Regions from separate parts of the Zea mays genome. Here region 1 is linked to region 2. Evidence: chromatin contacts called from public Hi-C data. All regions are on one chromosome and are shown on one strand. Each heading gives the region's core, a stretch centred on a gene start, on an enhancer-like site or on the middle of the called end of the contact. The rest is flanking DNA. Distances are from core to core; before and after follow the strand shown. Region 1 holds the start of LOC103634483 (ecotropic viral integration site 5 protein homolog). Region 2 holds the start of LOC100276530.

Region 1 (2,974 bases), core at 235-2,734, 210 kb before region 2:
TTGTTGTTATGTTCTGCATTCTCAGATCCCTCCTCTTCATCATCACAATGTATTCCGATGCCGCTATTCTCTTGTGCCTGTCCTGCACCTGACGCAGGATCCCCGGTAGATGCATATGGTGAAACGCTGGGTGTAGTGGGCACATTCGCTGCATCAGCCAACCTGTCCAAGAAGTCTCTCCATCTGTGCGCCCTCTCCTCCTCCTCTTCCTAACAAACAATCCTCAAAAGGCAAAATAAAAAATCTGCCATAAACAGACAAGGAACATCATTTCCAGCACGGTAAAATAAATTACTACCTTGTAAATCTTGGCGTACTCGCGGAAACGCTGCAGATGCTGTGGCCGCACCGCGAAACCATAAGCGTCCCTGCGCCAAACCTCAGGACCATCAACCACAGCTCCCGGAGGGAACCCCAACAAAGGCATTCCCCCCCTCCTCAGGCCAATATGAAAACAAGGAACGGAGAACAAGAGACCATAGCAGAGAAAAGGAGGCAGGCGAAATGGGCAAAGGGACCCGCCTTTTTGTGGGATTTACCGTGGGGACTCGGCGTCCATGGGGATCAGCGCGCATTAAAGAAGAAGCGACAGCGCGACCTCGCCACCGCACGCCATGGATTGACCAAAGCCATAAACCCTAGCCCGCACGGGCCCCGAGATCCACGCACATGGGAGGAGGAATTCTGGAGAGGAAGGGAATCAGGATTGCAACGGGTCGTGGCAAGACCGGGTGAAGCCACGCGCGCTGGCGTTAACTGCGCTGCCGCGGCGCACGAGGAATGCCCATGCGCGAGGCGACGAAGAGGAATTGAATTGGAGAAAAAGGGGGCAGCGCAGATTGGGGACGGCGAAGAGGAGACAGAGAGAAGAAGAAAAAAAAAGGTCATTTTGCGTCGACGCTAGAGCACCGGAGCACGTGGCGCGCGGCACGACGATTTCGCGCACGCCCGCGGGCGCGCTTTTGCCCTGCCTCCTGCATGGATTTCAATTGAAGAAGACACGGGAGTATGGTATGGTACTTATACGAACCTCTTGTACTCGAAGTCCAAGGCCGCGGCGCCCATGGCCGCCGCCGCGCGGCTCCCGGCACGCGCCGTGGTGGCCGGTCGGAGCGCAGAGACTCGTCGAACGCCTCGTGCCTACCGGCGCAGCGTCGTAGCCCGAGTAGGAGCAAGGAGGACGGCGGAGAGCTTTGAATGGGTCTGGACTCTGGAAAGTAATCGCCTGGTTTTGACCTGGAAACTAATTGGTCAAAATGGACAAATGATGCTTTATAATCGATCGATGGTTCTTCATCAGAGAAAAAATGCATCAGGCACGCTGGTAGCTTTAATCATGGCAGGGTACCGATCGTGCGTGCTATTCCGGTGTGGCTGTGTCAGGTCCCAGCTCCCAAGCTTTGGTCCTAGCTCGTCAGGTGGTTCGGTGAGGAAGGGATGTTTCTGTGGCCAGTGGGACCAGAGGGATTGGACCACCACTGATCAAGTGTTCTTGTACTGTGGCTCTGTTTGGATCCTTCAAGCCCGGCTAGAGCTAGAGCTAGTTTCTAGCTCTAACTCTAGCCCAAACTAGCTCTAGCCCTCTACATGTTTGGATCCAAGGGCTAGTTTACAATAAACCTTTCCTTATCCGGATTTAGTGTGGCAAACTCTTGTGTGGCTTCTCCCACACACAAATAACACAAATAAATTTATTTTCACAAATCAAACATCCAAATCACAATTTAATTTCTGCATACAAATGTGATGTCCCATACGAACATACAAGTCCTTAATCAATATTAAAAAAATTACACTCCATGAAACAAAGCATGAGCTAATTCATCACGGAAGGCATTCATGTTGACATCTTCAACAAGAGGTTCGTCTTCTGGCCATGTTGATGCTGCAGAACTAGGCATTGGGTTATAATTTTCATCGGCATCACATGCTTCGAATTCTCGATCCGCAATTCTACTCTCTCGAATAAAATTGTGAAGAGGCATACATGCAACAATAATTCTAGTTTGCTTGTCCTCTGGAAATCTTTGCATGTTCAACAAAATCCTAAACTTCATCTTCAACACTCCAAAACTTCTTTCTATCACATTTCTAACTTTGGCATGTGCATGGTTGAAGACTTCTTTCATACCTTGGGGCGGTGGGCCGTTATGCCATTGCTCGACATGGTACCTTGTACACCGGTATGGTGAAAGGTATCCCGGACGATTTGGGTAACCCGCATCAACCACATAATACTTGCCTACATATTTTGAAAGGTAAACGATAAGACTTAGATGAACTAGTTTAATTGGTTTAAAATTGTTGCAAGAAAGGTGAAGTAAGAAAACCTGGTGGTGGATGTGGAAATTTGTGGTGATGAGTAGTTATGGCATCTTTGAAAACTCTCATGTCATGTGCTGAACCAGGCCATCCCGACAACACAAAGGTAAATCTCATGTCAAAATCACAAACAGCATGCACATTTTGACTGGTCTCATTGTGCCTGTTCAAATATGGAATCCTCTTACTCTTATCAACCACAACCTTGATATGTGTCCCATCGATAGCTCCTATGCAATCGTTGAACTTTGGCCAAAATGCTGGATTCTCTAAATTTGGGTGCATCTCTGCAAATGTTGGGTCCTTGGGTGCAATGTTGTCATGTGCTAACTTCAGGAGGCATGTCAAAACTCTGCTAAATGTCCTACTTACTGTCTCCATAGACCTCCTAAAACGGTTGTCAGCCTGTCTAACTGCCTGTGAGCCTCCAACAATCCATAAAAACATAGCAAGAGCCTCTACAGATGTCAATTTTTTAGTGGATTTCAACCCATATCTACGGACCAAAGTATTATGCAGTCTATAAAATAAAGGCCTCTCAACCCTAAACATGTTGTAACATTGGGTATCTCTTGCTAGTGTCTCTTGCACCCATTCCAAACCAGAATCCCCAGCGACCCTTTTAGGTAGTTTCAGGAAGTAGTTATCAGAG
Region 2 (2,985 bases), core at 339-2,838:
CTATTCAACCTTATCTAGAACTTACATGAAACCCTACACAGTGAATTGACAATATATATGTATGTAACTACCTCTAATTTAAGCACCCCAAAAGTATATGACACATATTTAACATTGCATAATGAAGTTACCCACGTCATATGCAATAAAGAGTTCAATAACAACACATCATCATTTTATTACCTAGATTCTTAACACAAGTAAGAAAACTAAGGGCCTTTTTGGCATGGTTTTCATCAGCTCTGGCTTGCCATTCTCAGTTCAAACCGTTTTTCTCTCTCTCACTGAAATAAACTAGGAGCCAATGGAACTGTAGCACGAGCCTGAGCCAACGGAAACCATGCCAGACAGGCACTAATCTAGCACACTCAGATCTGAGATCTGACTATCACCGAGGTTAGAAACATCAAACCAAAAGTTAAACTTCTTTAAAAACTAGTAGTAGTCCATAGTCTTGATGGCTCAAATCTAAACATATGGCTTAATTAGATAGACAATATACCAGTAAGCTCCATTTGGGGACTTGTGTTTTTCTTGCAAAACCAAACCATGTAATTGTTTTTCCTTTGATGTTTAACAGAGTAGATTAAAACTAGAAGAAAAACAGACTGGTACACTTTGAATTTTTATTTACTAGGTTTTGCATCTAACTGTCCACAATTTTGTGTGGGGATCTAAAGACTGGGCACCAATGAATTGAATTAAGTACCTAAATCTTTTGAACTTCTAATTGAATATCCTACACAACAAACACAGAAACGATGGATGGAAATCAAGGGTGAAAATTCAATATACAGGCAGTATCAAGGGGGCACATGGCCTACAAAATTAGAAAGGCTCAAAGGTATCAACAATCAAGTGACTTAGTTATAAACTGCATGAAACACTTAAACAATAAAACATCATTCATGCAAGGACCTAACTGCTTAGGTCCTGAAATGCACTGGCATCTCTATGAAGAGAAGCAACAATTGGACACCTCATCAAATAATGCAGAGCACAGAATTGCTGCAACATCACCCACGGGACTAGATCTTTTCTATGTACTTTACCTAAAAGCCTACAGTGTTGCAATTCAACACACCCAATGACCAAGACATGCATGCTGCAGTATTGCACTACATCTATATTGTTAGGAGATTACCTACATATTGTGCTTGAAAAGAACACTTCTCAACATGAACTTAGGATTTGTTAGGACAAATCCTCTAAGCCCTAGGAAAGGGGATCCACAAAACACTTACCTCTCGGCGCGACTGCTGCGCTTTTCCTCCTCTGACATCAGTACTGGCATCCCAAACCGCTCCGCGCGGCGCATCTTCTTCTCTAGATCCGTGGCCCCGGCCACTGCGGTTGCAGCAGCGTTAGGGTTTTGTGCCGGTGTTGAAGAAGCCGCGCCCGGAGCCGCCTCTCCGGTGGCTGCAACCTCCGGCGGAGGCGCGGCGGTGTCCGCGGTCTTGGAGCTCTGAGATGCCATCACCAACGGAGAGGGAGGGAGCTCGGCAGGGAGGTCGTGGTCTGGTGATGTTGAGAGGAATTTCCTTTTTCTTTTTGTGCTCGTCGCTGCAACGCTGCTGCTCTTTCCTTTGCCCTTTACCTTCGTGGACCTGCCCTTTGCGGTCGGTCGCGGCACGCCGCTTCACGGGAACATGCCTTTTGGGTTGGGATAGTACACATAAATGGGCCTTAGTTGGGCCTGGTTTCTGGACTCTTTAATGTTCATCATTTCTTAGTTTGAAAACATAAATCTCCTTGAATCTCCTTATTTTTTCGGCTAGTTTAGAATCGAAGGTGATTTGAGTTTCTAAGCTAACTCTTTAGGATGAGCAATCCCTTCGCGTGATATTTGAATACGATATTTAGTATTTGTGACTGTTTTCTCTCTCTAGGTTTATCCCCTTCTCCCAGACTAGTCATAATAGGGGTTTTATAGGCTAACACTGAAACTACCTGGGGGTTTAGAGTTTCTATAAAAGAAAACATACCCCTTCATAATAAAGAGATAGAGTTCTCCTACATATGTCTTGTATTACTACTTCGTTATCTGACTGGGCACCTTCCATAACTGACGGGCACTAGACCACTCCGATGCACTCGCAGACAGAAGGCAACCAGGGTCTTCTAAATGGAGCTTCAGTGTATCCTATGGTCTTCCAAATGGAGCTTCAGTGTATCCTATGGTCTTCCAAATGGAGCTTCAGTGTATCCTATGTCCCTTGGGGCTATAAAAGGACCCCTAGGCGCCATGGAGCAGTACCCAAGCACCCTTTGAGCACTGAAAGGGAAATAGTCTCAATATTTCCTATAATCGATTTTGGTGTTTGACGACCATCACAAACCTTGTGGACTAACCAGTTTGCCCAATTAATCATTTCACAAGTGCATAAGTTCATCTACAACTATTCTAAATTGACTGTCTGGCTTTTTGGAAAAACATCTATGTGCGGACCGTCCTGGCCCCTGCGGCGGACCGTCCTCGGCACCAAGGTGACCCTCGGACAGGAACACTGCAAAAACACAAGTCTACACTACGGACCGTCCAATGGAGAAGCGAGCACCGTTCGAGACCAAGCGTGGACCGTCCGGTCTCAGGCGCGGACCGTCCGGTCGGTGAAAACCAGGAAAAACCCGAAGGTGACGGGTTCGGTAAAATGTATTTTTAGCGTCCTCGTGGACCGTCCGGGGTGCACGACCGGACCGTCCGCGACTGTCGTACCTGACATCTGACGATACATTTAATGCATAGTAGTCGTTGATATAGCCGTTATATTTCTTTGGTTGATTTGTTTTCCCCTCTCTCTCGGACTCGGTTTTTATTCTAAGGCTAACCCCGGCTTATAGTGTGTTTAAAGTTATAAATTTCAGTTTCCGCCTATCCACCCCCTCTAGGCGACTTACAAACACATTACAACTCTAAATCTCTGCGACCACGATGTTGAATTGTTAGAAAGAGATTTGAGTGCGTTCTTGAGATGTAACTCTATC

The links. A called contact is a pair of places that touch in the nucleus more often than the background predicts.
Region 1: a Hi-C map of ear shows a contact between it and region 2, with 2.5 times the contacts expected there. The contact joins the promoter of LOC103634483 here to the promoter of LOC100276530 in region 2. A contact is called at or near these places in 3 of 25 Hi-C or Micro-C datasets (ear, leaf and tassel).

What each region holds. Positions count from the first base shown.
Region 1 is chr1:43,188,775-43,191,748 of Zm-B73-REFERENCE-NAM-5.0, reverse strand. It overlaps LOC103634483 (ecotropic viral integration site 5 protein homolog), which reads right to left and starts at 1,484. Exons shown (of 18, transcript XM_020546088.3): 1 at 1,031-1,484; 2 at 299-368; 3 at 1-209. The coding sequence starts at 1,065.
Region 2 is chr1:42,978,188-42,981,172 of Zm-B73-REFERENCE-NAM-5.0, reverse strand. It overlaps LOC100276530, which reads right to left and starts at 1,588. Exons shown (of 6, transcript NM_001150296.2): 1 at 1,245-1,588. The coding sequence starts at 1,477.